3 separate regions of the Mus musculus genome follow, and regions 2 and 3 are each linked to region 1. Evidence: chromatin contacts called from public promoter capture Hi-C and targeted proximity ligation data. All regions are on one chromosome and are shown on one strand. The core of a region is the stretch at or near the end of the contact, and the rest is flanking DNA. Distances in the headings are between cores, read along the strand shown.

Region 1 (3,888 bases), core at 476-2,975:
GGGTGCACAGGGCTAAGACAACTCTCTCTCTTTAGTACAGACTCTACACTGTACGGGAAACAGCAAACAAGAATCAGCAAACCTCTAAACTGGGTAAGGGTATCCAGTTCCAACCTAAGCTTGAAGGTGAGTTTTGTTAAGAAACCACTAAGATCTAGAGTCTGAAAGCCAGGCATAATGATGGAGGCCCTTAACCCCAGCACTCAAGGAGGCTTAGGCAAGACAACAGAGTGTGAGCCAGCCTAGACTGCACACAGAGTCTAAAATGAGCCAGTCAAAAATCCAATGCCAACTTTTGGCTTATAGTGGCTTGTGCTTTGTTTTCAAAATAACTGTTAGAAACTTGTCTTGAAATTGAAGGGCAAGATTCCTGGGCATTCACGATGTGCTGACATTTTTAGCACGTGCTGCCTGAGTAAGTATGCAGACCCCTTCATTCATGCCCGAATGGAAAACTAAAGAGTTTGCAAGGCCCAGTTCCACATTAGGCCAGAATGACATCCACCCATAGGGTGACTAGAAAAAAAACTGACCTCAGGAGCTCCCGGGTTAGTCAGCCCAACATGGGGTAACCTATCCATGCAAACAAAATCAGAAACCCGAGATCTTTTCTCTTTGCTTTCAGGACAGAAATGTAGCAATACTCATCTCCCCGAGACTTTTCTCTCTTAACTCAGAAAAACACAACTAAGAAGGTAGGAACCTGAGTGGGACAAGAGGCACAGAAGTCGTAGGGCATATTCAGGGGAAGAGACCCCGGAGATTAGATTGAGAAAGGTCTAAAAGATGGGCTTCTTACTGGAAAGCTATTTAGTGGAAAGGGCCCTAGGCAGACAGAGTCTCTGGCAAAAGTAGAGAGCCTTACCTAGTGCTGTCTGGACCTGCCCTACCCAGACCTTGGCAGATGGAGGTGGGGTGAGACCGAATCCCGAACCCCCATCTTCCACGGCCTCTCTTTACTTCTTTGTTAGGGGAATTTGAACGAAAGTTAAGGGTTCTTCACCGAGGCTCCTCGCAAGGTGTACCTCGTTTTAAGCCAGTAGCTAAAAAGTCCCCCTGTCCCCCCAAAGCTTGAGGGTCAGTGGTCCACTGAACTCTTCCTCTCTGCGATGCTGAGATTCCGTGACAAACACTTCCAGAACTCCAGTCTTTCCAACTTGGTTCAGGAAGATCGGTTTACACCCACGATGTGGGTTCCAAGTCGGCTTCCTGCCACCCGCTGCCTGGCCCCTCTCGGTGACCTTTCACCTCTGACTGCCACTGGACTGCGAGGTCCTGTCCCCCACCCCCCCACCCCCCACCCCCCGTCACCAATTTGGGGTTATTAACACTCGGAAACTTTCTGGGTCTCGGCTCAGGCCGGTGCGCAGAGGACCAGACCGACCCCGCCCGCCCGCACTCACCGGGCTCCCCACGCGAGCCGCACGCCCAGGCTCCACACGGCCAGCACCTGCCGCGGCCAGGGGCGCCCTCCGCCTCGACGTCCACGTGCTCCTCGCCGGGGGACGCCGGGTCCGCGAGCTGCAGCTCGGGCTCGCGCAGCTCCACCGCCTCGGCTGCAAGCTCCGCCGCGCTCTCCGGGGGCCCCATCCCGCAGCCCGCGCTCTCCCCGCAGCCGCGCGCCTTCTGGCGCCCGCAGCTGCCGCCCGGCCGCTCGGCTCTTCCGGCCCCCGGCGAGCCGGTGCGTGTGCGCGTGCGCGTGCGCCCGGCTCCGCGCGCTTGTCCTCCGCTGCCCTCCCGCCCCGGGGAGCCCGCCGCCTGCGCTCGCTCGTGCTCTCCGGCTGCGGTGGCTACAGCTGGCGCGGTGACTGTCCCCCACCCCCACCCCAGGGCAGTCGGGCTAGACAGCACACTGGTCCTCCTCTGTCTTTGCACAGACAGGGAGGGACGCTTGGTTCTCAGCCCTGGCGCCTCGGGTCTTGGGGCCTTCTGCTGCTTTAGAAAGACTGTACCTCTGAGCTGGGCGTGGTAGCCCACGCCCTTACTCCCAGCAGTTAGGGACAGAGGCATGTGGGTTTGTGAGTTCAAAGCCAGCTAAGGCTGTATAGTGAGACGCCCTCCCTAAATAAATACATGAATTAAATTAAATTAAATTAAATTAAAAGGGACTGAGTGTCTGTTTACTGATATGGATCACCTCTGTGATGCCCCGAGGACTTCTAAGCATTATGTGAGTTTTTAAACACACTTCGACCTGTCCAAGAATTTAAGGTGTAAACATAAAGATTGAAACATAAAATTGAAAAGGAGGGCTCTTTAAAAATGCAAGGCACCTGGGTGTGGTGGCAAATTGAGTGAAGAGGATCTTTGTGACTTCAAGGCCAGCCTGGTCTACAGAGCGAGTTCCAGGAAAGCCCTGGCAGCACAGAGAAACCCTTTCTCCACAAAACCAAAACCAACCATCCAAACAAACAAAAATTGCAAGGCAAAGGGGGCTGTCTCAACAAACTGAGACAAGTAGCTACCTCAGCTCTGTTAGCTCCAGATTTCAAAGAAAGAGACCGATATTCCAAGTGAAGGGCCTAGGCGGGGTAAATTTTACTCTTGATGAACTAACCAGTACCCCGAGCTCTTGACTCTAGCTGCATATGTATCAGAAGATGGCCTAGTCGGCCATCACTGGAAAGAGAGGCCCATTGGACACGCAAACTTTATATGCCCCAGTACAGGGGAACGCCAGGGCCAAAAAGGGGGAGTGGGTGGGTAGGGGAGTGGGGGTGGGTGGGTATGGGGGACTTTTGGTATAGCATTGGAAATGTAAATGAGCTAAATACCTAATAAAAAATGGAAAAAAAAAAAAGAGGGTGTACTCTGAAGATGGAACTCGTAGACAGGAAATGCATTTATTTTTCATTCCCCCTTAGATGGGACTTCGTCTTTTTCCCCATTGGCTGGGGTCAAACCTCACAGTCTTATTCCATCGCCAGTTTTTTAAGAACTGGCCCTCTTGAAATGAAGGAAGAAGGGGAAAGGGGAAGCTGATCTTTGGTTCTGCAATTCCTGGAATATAGCACTGGGCTTTGTGTAAACAGACATTTTAATGGGTGGTGGGAAAGATGGAAACATTTGCGTATGGGTGAGATAAAAGGACGTTGATTCCTTCTCCTAAACTCGTTTTATAAGTATTTGATAGAAAAGACTCATATTTAATATTTCTTAGAAATTCCTCCTCTTTAAAAAAAAAATACTTTTCCAAACTCACTGAAGTGTTAGCTCTTGCAGAGCAGTGGTGGTACAGGCCTTTAATCCCAGCACTTGGGAGGCAGAGGCAGGCAGATTTCTGAGTTTGAGGCCATCCTGGTCTATAGAGTTCCAAGACTGCCAGGGCTACACAGAGAAACCCTATCTTCAAACAAACTGTTGCGCCCACCTCGGCAAGGAAAACGCAACACTGTCGGATTCTTCTCAACAGCTTTATTGCAGGAACGCCTTGATGCTGCTACGGGAACCCAGGGAGGACTCCTTATATACACCCCAGCACAGGGAAAAGCTTTGTGTCCTCCTGGGATTGGTCAGTCTGCCCGGCACCTTAATTTGCATGCACCCGCAAAGGGGTTGGCGCCAGATTTGGGCTAGCACCTGCAGAGCACAGCCACGGTGTACCGGAAACCCGTGCCATCTTTTGGGCATCGGCTGCCTACAACAAACAAACAATGCCTGCTGTTTTTCTGTCCTATCTTGGAATAAGAAATTGCAATAGTAAGACTAGTCCTCTGGAACAAAAATTAATGATTCCATATATTTCATTAGCATGTTTAAGATGAGCCTGATTGCAAGGGCTGGCTCCTTGGCCAAGAGATTGGCAGAGCCCCATTGAAATGTTAGTTCTGTGCCCAGGCCCAAAATTAAATTCTCTTGACCAGGGATTTCCCCTTAGAGGCCTTCATT
Region 2 (3,914 bases), core at 235-2,734, 360 kb before region 1:
GAGTTTTAAAAATGAGGGTAGCGAGCCAGGGTGCGGCTCAGTGGTAGGGTACACATCACCAGGCACAAGGTTTTGGATTCAACCACCAGTATCAAAACCTAAACTGAGTAATAATGTGAGGATAGTGACACCAATTTAAATTGGACTTCTATAAGTCTGTTTGTCTCAGGACTTCATTGTTCTGTGGGCAATCTTTACAAATACAAAGTCTGTATACAAGTATATACAACCCACAACAAGAAACAAAAATCCAAATATTCTATCAGTGATCAAGTGGTTAAATAGATGTCCATACAAAGGAATATTATACAGGCATGCAAGAGGATAAGGCCGACAAATGTACAGTCTGGTGTGTGGCAACTGAGAGCTCCTGTTTGATTACATCCCATTTGGATTTTCTTTAAAATATTTTTTTTCCCCTTGAACACATTACAGTGAATTCCCCAGTGGGAGAAACAACATCACAGCACTGAGAATGGAAAGGAATTCTGTTCCTCTTGTGCATCAGCTGGACTCTTAGCTGGGAGAATTTATTACTTTTACAATGAGAAGTAATTAGAAGTGAAATAATGTATCCTGTGGATTCGGGACGCTGTTCCAGAAACTGCTAGAACAGTGGAAGGTGCTTCCAATTTTACTTTTGAGGCGAACAATGTGAGAACATCGTCAGTAAAAATGCCATTTGCAGTGAGTTCAAAGAATAAATTAACAATTGAAAAACATTTATGTTGCCCTTGGGTAGTGTAAACATCTATGAACATAACGGTGGATTTCAAAATTCAAAGGAAGTGGCTAGACAGCAAAATGTGTGAGTCATGTGGCATGCAGGACCAAGCAAAGATACTGAGAGAAGGCAATGCTACCTTTTCCAGATGTTCTGTTAAATGGCGCTGTCTCCCCGGGGCTCATTCTGCCAGGATTGTTGCCAAAAATGGACTTCCTGCTTTTCCTTTCTTTCCCTCTGCTAGAGCCAGATGAATTTAGAGTTGACAGGCCTGTTCTCATAAAATGAAAATAAATAAGCCAAAAGCTACAGGCAAGAGGGCTCAACATTTTCCATCCTCATTAGTGTTTAGATTGCAGTCCTACCATTTCCTTGTTACACAGCACAGAGGATCCATTATAGTTTAGCATGGCTGATGATAGTATTGTAGGCAAATATAGCCAAGTTTATTTAATCTCTAAACAAATGCAACAAACACTGCATAGCTATTAAGGAGTAATCCCCAAATTACAGAGCAACACACACACACACACACACACACACACACACACACACACACACACACTTCTAGTGAACTGTGTCCCTGAGTTTTAAAACTGCACATACAGAATATGCTGCAGTTAATATTTATTTCCTAGAGGTTAATGACCAATTTGGAGAGATGAAAGAATAATCATGAGCCTGGGCATAGCATTAGTCCATACTAGAAGTCTTCTGGCATTCCTTGTTGAAGCCTCGTGGGCTTTCACCATCCACATTCCCATGTCTATTCTTGTTGTTATTCATCTTGTGTTTATGGGCGTGGCTTCTGACATTGTTCCTAGGAAACAATGTCACAGCAAACTCCCTAATCCTCTGGCTGTTACAATCTTTCTGCTGCTCCTCCCCAATGTTCCCCGAGCCTTAGGTGCTGGAGTAGTTTTGTTGATGTATCCTTTGGGACTGAGCGTCACAACTCTGCATTCTGATTGGCTGTGGTTTTCTGTAATGGTAAAGTAAGGAATGCTGAGAGAGGGCGAGACAGTCACCCTCAGGGAAGGGCACACCAAATGGGCAGTTCTCATATACAACGGCAGTTCTCATATATAACGCATATTGTATATTGTATACAAGTAGCAAGATAATGACTCAGCAGGCTGTACTATGCATTAAGGAAAATATATATATATATGTATATATATATATATATATATATATATGTGTGTGTGTGTGTGTATGTATATGTGTGTATATTCATACAATATATATGTATTCATACAATTAATGAAAATTGTTATATATGTGAAAAATATATATTAACAATTACTAAAAATTATTTTATACATATATATATATGAAAAATATATATCAACACTTAATGGAAAAAAAAAAAACAGGCCACGAGTTTGAAAGAGAGAAAGAAGGGGTATATGGGGGAGGATTAGAGGGAAAAAAGGGAAGAAGAAAATGATATATTTGTTTTTTTTTTTTTTTTTGGAAATGATACAATTGTAATCTCAAAAAATTTAAAGAAATGATTTTTTAAAAAATTCTTCTGACATGATCGTTGACCAAAACTTCTGCTTTTTTCTTATCTAAAAAAGTAGGTGTGATTCAAGGAATTTACTCCTAGGATTAGTCTGAAGACTCAGTGGAAAAGATACAATGATGATGATGCTTTTGTGACTTTTCTTTCTCACTCCTGGGCCATTCAGTCCCTGGATCCTTTATGCCAGGCACGGTGCCCAGTGCATAGCAGGAATGTAGTACATATTTGCTGAGTGAGAGAAAGAACGCACACCAACCACACAGACCCAGCTCTAGTTTAAGAAGAGTGATTTGAAGGCTCCTGGGAAGCCATCATCACTATTGTCTATAGCTGTTTCATTGGAGAGTAACTCTTTTTTTTCCCCTTTTTAAAAAAAAGATATTTTCTTTATTTACATTCAAATGTTATCCCCTTTCTTGGTTTCCCCTTCAAAAACCCCCTATCTCTTCCCCTCCTCCCCCTGCTCACTAACCCACCCACTCCTGCTTCCTGGTCCTGGCAGTCCCCTATACTGGGGCATAGAACCTTCAAGACCCAAGGGCCACTCCTCCCATTGATGACTGACTAGGCCATCCTCTGCTACATATGCAGCTAGAGCCATGAGTCCCACCATGTGTTTTCTTTGCTTGGTGGTTTAGTCCCAGGGAGCTCTGGGGATACCGGTTAGTTCATTTTGTTTCCTCCTATGAGGCTGCAAACTCCTTCAGCTCCTTGGGTACTTTCTCTAGTTCCTACATTGGGGACCCTGTGCTCCATTCAATGAATGGTTGGCTGTGAGTATCCACTTCTGTATTTGTCAGACACTGGCACAGCCCCTCAGGAGACAGCTATATCAGGCTCCTGTCAGCAAGCTCTTGTTGGCATCTACAATAGTGTCTGGTTTTGGTGGTTGTTTATGGGATGGATCCCCAGGTGAGGCAGTCTCTGGATGGTCATTCCTTCAGTCTCTGCTCCACATTTTGTCTCTGTATTCCTTCCATGGGTATTTTGTTCCCTTTTCTAAGAAGGACTGAAGTGTCCACACTTTGGTCTTCCTTCTTCTTGAGTTTTTGTTTTTAAAGATTTATTTATTATTTATTATATGTAAGTACACTGTAGCTGTCTTCAGACACTCCAGAAGAGGGAGTCAGATCTCATTACGGATGGTTGTGAGCCACCATGTGGATGCTGGGATTTGAACTCCGGACCTTCGGAAGAGCAGTCGGGTGCTCTTACCTGCTGAGCCATCTCACCAGCCCTCTTCTTGAGTTTTATGTGTTTTGCAAATTGTATCTTGGGTATTCCTAGCTTCTGGGCTAATATCCACTTATCAGTGAGTGCATATCATAAGTAGATATTAGCCCAGAAGCTCGGAATACCCAAGATACAATTCGCAAAACAAAAGATCACAAATGGAGAGTAACTCTTTAGGCTGTAGCAGTTTGGGAGGTCTTCCACAGAAAACGGTAACCCTTGTAAGGACATGGGTAGAGAAAAGACAGAGGTGTGCTTAAAAGCACAAACGAGCATATCTGACACTGCTGGGGTGACCAAGAACCAGAGACTAGTTAGTCCAGGGATGAGGACAAGCCAAATACTCTTGGTCTTACACACACACACACACACACACACACACACACACACACACACATACACACATATATATATGTATGTATATATATA
Region 3 (3,921 bases), core at 1,386-3,885, 440 kb before region 1:
TCTATTGCTTCAGGTTATAGTTTAAAATCTCTGAAATGAATAAAAACAGGAAAAACTGTGAGAGATAAGAGTTTACAAGTTGGAGATATTTGATTTGCCACGCAATAAACCACCACCAACAACAACCCAGAGTCAAAATCTACCTGACAAGACACTTGCTTTTCAGGAATGTGCAGTGTTCTGCCACCACTTCCCTATCCCTATGAAGCCAGAAGAGCCTCCATCTGGAATCTGCAAAGTCCAGCATCATAATATAACTTTCAAGAATGTTAAATCACAGATAAAACATCACTAAAAATTAAAGTTACCCCAGCAATGTAGAGGGGCTGAGGAAAATCCCAACTGAGGTAGGGTAGGAGGGGGTTTGAAGGCCAGCTTCAACTACATAGCAGGCCCTTCTTGATGGGATATGAGGGAGAATGAAGTCTCTCCAGGTAATTACAGTGTTCCAGCAATCCATACCCATAAAATACATGCTCCCAAACATAAAAACTCACATAAAAGTGAGTCAAACCTCACCCCCAACACACACACACACACACACACAGAGAGAGAGAGAGAGAGAGAGAGAGAGAGAGAGAGAGAGAGAGAGAGAAGAGAGAGAGAGAGGAGAGACCACATGATGTTGCTGAGGATGTAACTCCATAGGTAGGCTACTTGCCTTGTGTCCCTGAGTTCAATTAACAATGGGGGTTGGGGGTTGGGGGTAGGGAAGTTCATGAAGAGAGATAAAGCCTATCTGAGATAAGTAGAAGAGGATTTCCTAATTTCCTAGAGAGCTATAGTAATCTGAGCTAAAAGACTGGGATCTTATTCTAAGCACTAAACTGCCAGTTTCGTTCTGTTTCGCTTTGTTTAGAAACAAGATCGTGCTATGTAACCCTGGCTGGTCTGCTAGTAGATCTACTAATAGCTGTGTAGTCCAGGCTGCCCCTGAACTCATGGCAATCTTCCTGCCTCATCCTTCTATAGGAGTACCGGCATTAAAAGTGTGTACTCCCGACAAGGAATGAGCTTTAGTAAAAGCAACGGAAACAAATACTATGAAAAAAATATCATTTCTGAGCCCAGCATGGCGGCATATGCCTTTAATGTCAGCACTTGGGAAACAGAAACAAGCGGATCTCTGTGAGTTCGAGATCAGCCGACAAAAATCAAAAAAGAAAAAGAAAAAAAAAATCATTTCTGAATTTAAGAATCCCCAAACTAAGCCCGCAAAATAGCAAAGACATTTTCCACTAGACTTGACTTGAGTTGAATCCCCCCTATCCAGAGAATGGGAGAGGAAGAGCCCAAAGATTGTTTGATCTCCACGCAAGGATACATGTGCGCACACACATTAACACAAAATAAGTGTGCAGTTAAATTATTTTTTTTTTTAAAAAAAAACCTCGAATCCCCAAACTAATGGAACGGGCTTAGACTCCAAGCAAATAAACTTCACAGACTTCTACACCACACACTGCCGCCCGCCCAGTCCAAATCCTAGTAATACAATTACAAAAAAATAATAGGGCAGTGGTTATCTGATGTTCCAGATGAAGAAACTGAATGTGTAGTATTGGGAGGCTGGTCAGACCTGGAAGCACAACGCTTCCTGGGGACGGAGTAACACCAATCCTGGCTCCAGGCCCGGAGCTCACAAAGCCATCCGGTCCCCCTACCCTAGCGACAGATCAAAGCTGAGTCCCGACGTTCCTGTTCCGTACGCTGGAAGGCAGCCCGTTCCCGGCCCCGCCCAAGCCCCTCGCGCGGCCAGTGTGATACCTGGCGAAGAAATCCGCGAAGCCACCGCTCCGTCGAGCCCGAGCCGTGGTGCCCCCGGGACCCTGCTCTGCCGCTGGCAAGGGTGCGGACGGCCCCGCTGAGGGCAGGAGGTCGCCGGCGCTCTGACGGCGGCTCACCTCGAACGTGTTCCGAGAGCCGAAGCGGGCGTCGGGGAGGCCGAGGCTGGGCTCCGCGCTCTCGACGGCCCTCCCGGCAGGGGTGGCGGCTGCGGGGTCCGGGTCGTCCGTGTCCCCGGCCGCCAGGCAGCAGCTCCGCAGCGGGTCCTCGAGCGGCGCGGCCCAGTCGTCCAGGCCACCCGCACCGTCCACGCCCTCGTCCGCGGGCTCCAGCAGGCAGGGACGGCCGCAGGTTCGGCGGCGACGTGCCTCCTCTGGGCCGCGACGGTCCTGGCGCAGCAAAAAGCCCGAGTCTCCGTTGGTCATGCCTGAGCCGCGCGCCGCGGGGACTGCTGCCGCCGCCGCCTCCTCCGCCTCCGCCTCCGCCCCGCCGAGCCCGGGCTTCAGCGGGCCCGCGGCCGCCGCGAGGTACCGCTGCAGGAGCTGCCGCGGCGGCGGCGCCTCCTCCTCTCCAGCCTCCTCCGGCGGCTCCGCGGCGACAGCGCCTCCGCTAAAGCCGCTGGTGGCCGGGACGGTCTTCCCGTCCTGACCCATGGGCCCCGGGACTGGGAGCAGCTCGGCGTTCCTTCCCGAGCAGGCTCCGGCATCCTCGGGACCCATCATCTGAGGCGGCGGAGGAGGACTGCCCTGCGTGCAGGGTTCGCGGCCACGGCCGCCGCGACGTCCCCGGACCCACCCCTCCCACCCGGCGGCCGGGGCAGTTGCCGGAGGCCGGGCACGCGCTGGGATCGCGCACGCGCACCAGCGGGGCCGGGCCTGCCCGCGACCCGGCGCGTCCCCGAACCATAGAGACGGCAGCTAGAGCGACCCGGGAGGACAATCTGAGATCCTCCACCCGGGTGACAGTGCTTAGCCTAAGGGAGGGCAAGGCTCACTTCGCATAAACCATATCACTTGACGGCGATTTGTTTGTGAGAGGAAACTAAGGAAGTTAGTTTAAGTGCTCCTGTCTTGACAGTTTTTACCTTCTCTAACAGCAGTGAAGAACTCCTGGAACCGTTCAGGGCTTCGTTGTCCACATGACAGCCCCTTACCTATCTTTTCCACTTAGTCTTCCATGTTTACCAAAGTCTGATCTCCTAACACTTTTTAACACGTTGGTTGTTGGTTGTCGTGTCACCTGGGTACGGAAATGAAATGGAGCCAGGGCGAGAAGGACTGTTTGGCTCAGTGGTTAAGATTGCCGACTGCTCTTTCAAAGGTCCTGAGTTCAAATCCCAGCAACCACATGCTGGCTCACAACCATCTGTAACGAAATCTGATGCTCTCTTCTAGAGTGTCTGAAGACAGCTACAGTGTACTTACATATAATAAATAAATATTAAAAAAAATAACTGCAGCAACCTGTGGTAATGGATTAAGATATAATGACCGTTTAGTGGAAATAAAATGTATTTAATGTGTGAATCGCAAGACATAATAACTAGCCACAGGAGTGATAGGAGAGCAGCCAGGAATAACAAGGCTATGAGATTGCTGTGGTGTGAAGAAACAGGAAACTGGATTGGGGAAAGACATTGGAATTAACTAACATAGTGAGAGTTATAAACTTGGGTTAAAGTTCTGGTTTGGTCGAAGGGGCCATTTATGTAAGCCACAAAGGGGGTCGGGGGATATCAAGTGACTCTACCTCCATAGAAGAATGAGCATAGGGCAGAGACCCAATAGTGTTGGTATTTCAGAAGAGATGAAGTTGTTGTAAAAGGCCCAAATAGACATTGTTGTAGTAGGATAATGCAGTAACTAGAGACCATTCATTCTACAAATGCCTCTGAAAGCAAGTATAGAAATAGAATGGAATACTTAGCAAAACAAAGCAGTAAAAGCGTTTATTATCAAGATCTTTTGAAAGGTGGAAGATAGCTCAGTTGGTCACGTTGTCATGCAAGCATGAGGACCTTTCCTGTATCGCAGCACTCACATAAAAAGCCACTTTGTAGAATGCCCTTGTACAGCTAACATTGGAGAGGCAGTCCCTGGGATGCTCTGGTAACCGGCCTGGCTAAGGCAGCTGGCC

The links. Promoter capture Hi-C pulls out the DNA fragments that hold promoters and counts their contacts.
Region 2: a promoter capture Hi-C map of cranial neural crest shows a contact between it and region 1. A contact is called at or near these places in 4 of 39 promoter capture datasets (the 3T3-L1 cell line, cranial neural crest, frontonasal cranial neural crest and 1 more), 1 of 130 datasets of targeted methods (embryonic stem cells) and 1 of 9 other capture datasets (embryonic stem cells).
Region 3: a contact with region 1 is called in a targeted proximity ligation map of pancreatic cancer cells. A contact is called at or near these places in 6 of 39 promoter capture datasets (the SN4741 cell line, cranial neural crest, frontonasal cranial neural crest and 3 more), 1 of 484 Hi-C or Micro-C datasets (embryonic stem cells), 8 of 130 datasets of targeted methods (astrocytes, bone marrow-derived macrophages, embryonic forebrain and 5 more) and 1 of 9 other capture datasets (adipose tissue).

What each region holds. Positions count from the first base shown.
Region 1 is chr19:38,393,817-38,397,704 of GRCm38.p6, reverse strand. It overlaps Slc35g1 (solute carrier family 35, member G1), which reads right to left and starts at 1,725. Exons shown (of 3, transcript NM_175507.3): 1 at 1,404-1,725. The coding sequence starts at 1,590.
Region 2 is chr19:38,755,896-38,759,809 of GRCm38.p6, reverse strand. Plce1 (phospholipase C, epsilon 1) reads right to left here. Exons shown (of 32, transcript NM_019588.2): 22 at 864-995. Among named protein-coding and RNA genes, the nearest start is that of Noc3l, 61 kb to the left of the region's middle.
Region 3 is chr19:38,835,293-38,839,213 of GRCm38.p6, reverse strand. It overlaps Tbc1d12 (TBC1D12: TBC1 domain family, member 12), which reads right to left and starts at 2,635. Exons shown (of 13, transcript NM_145952.4): 1 at 1,768-2,635. The coding sequence starts at 2,507.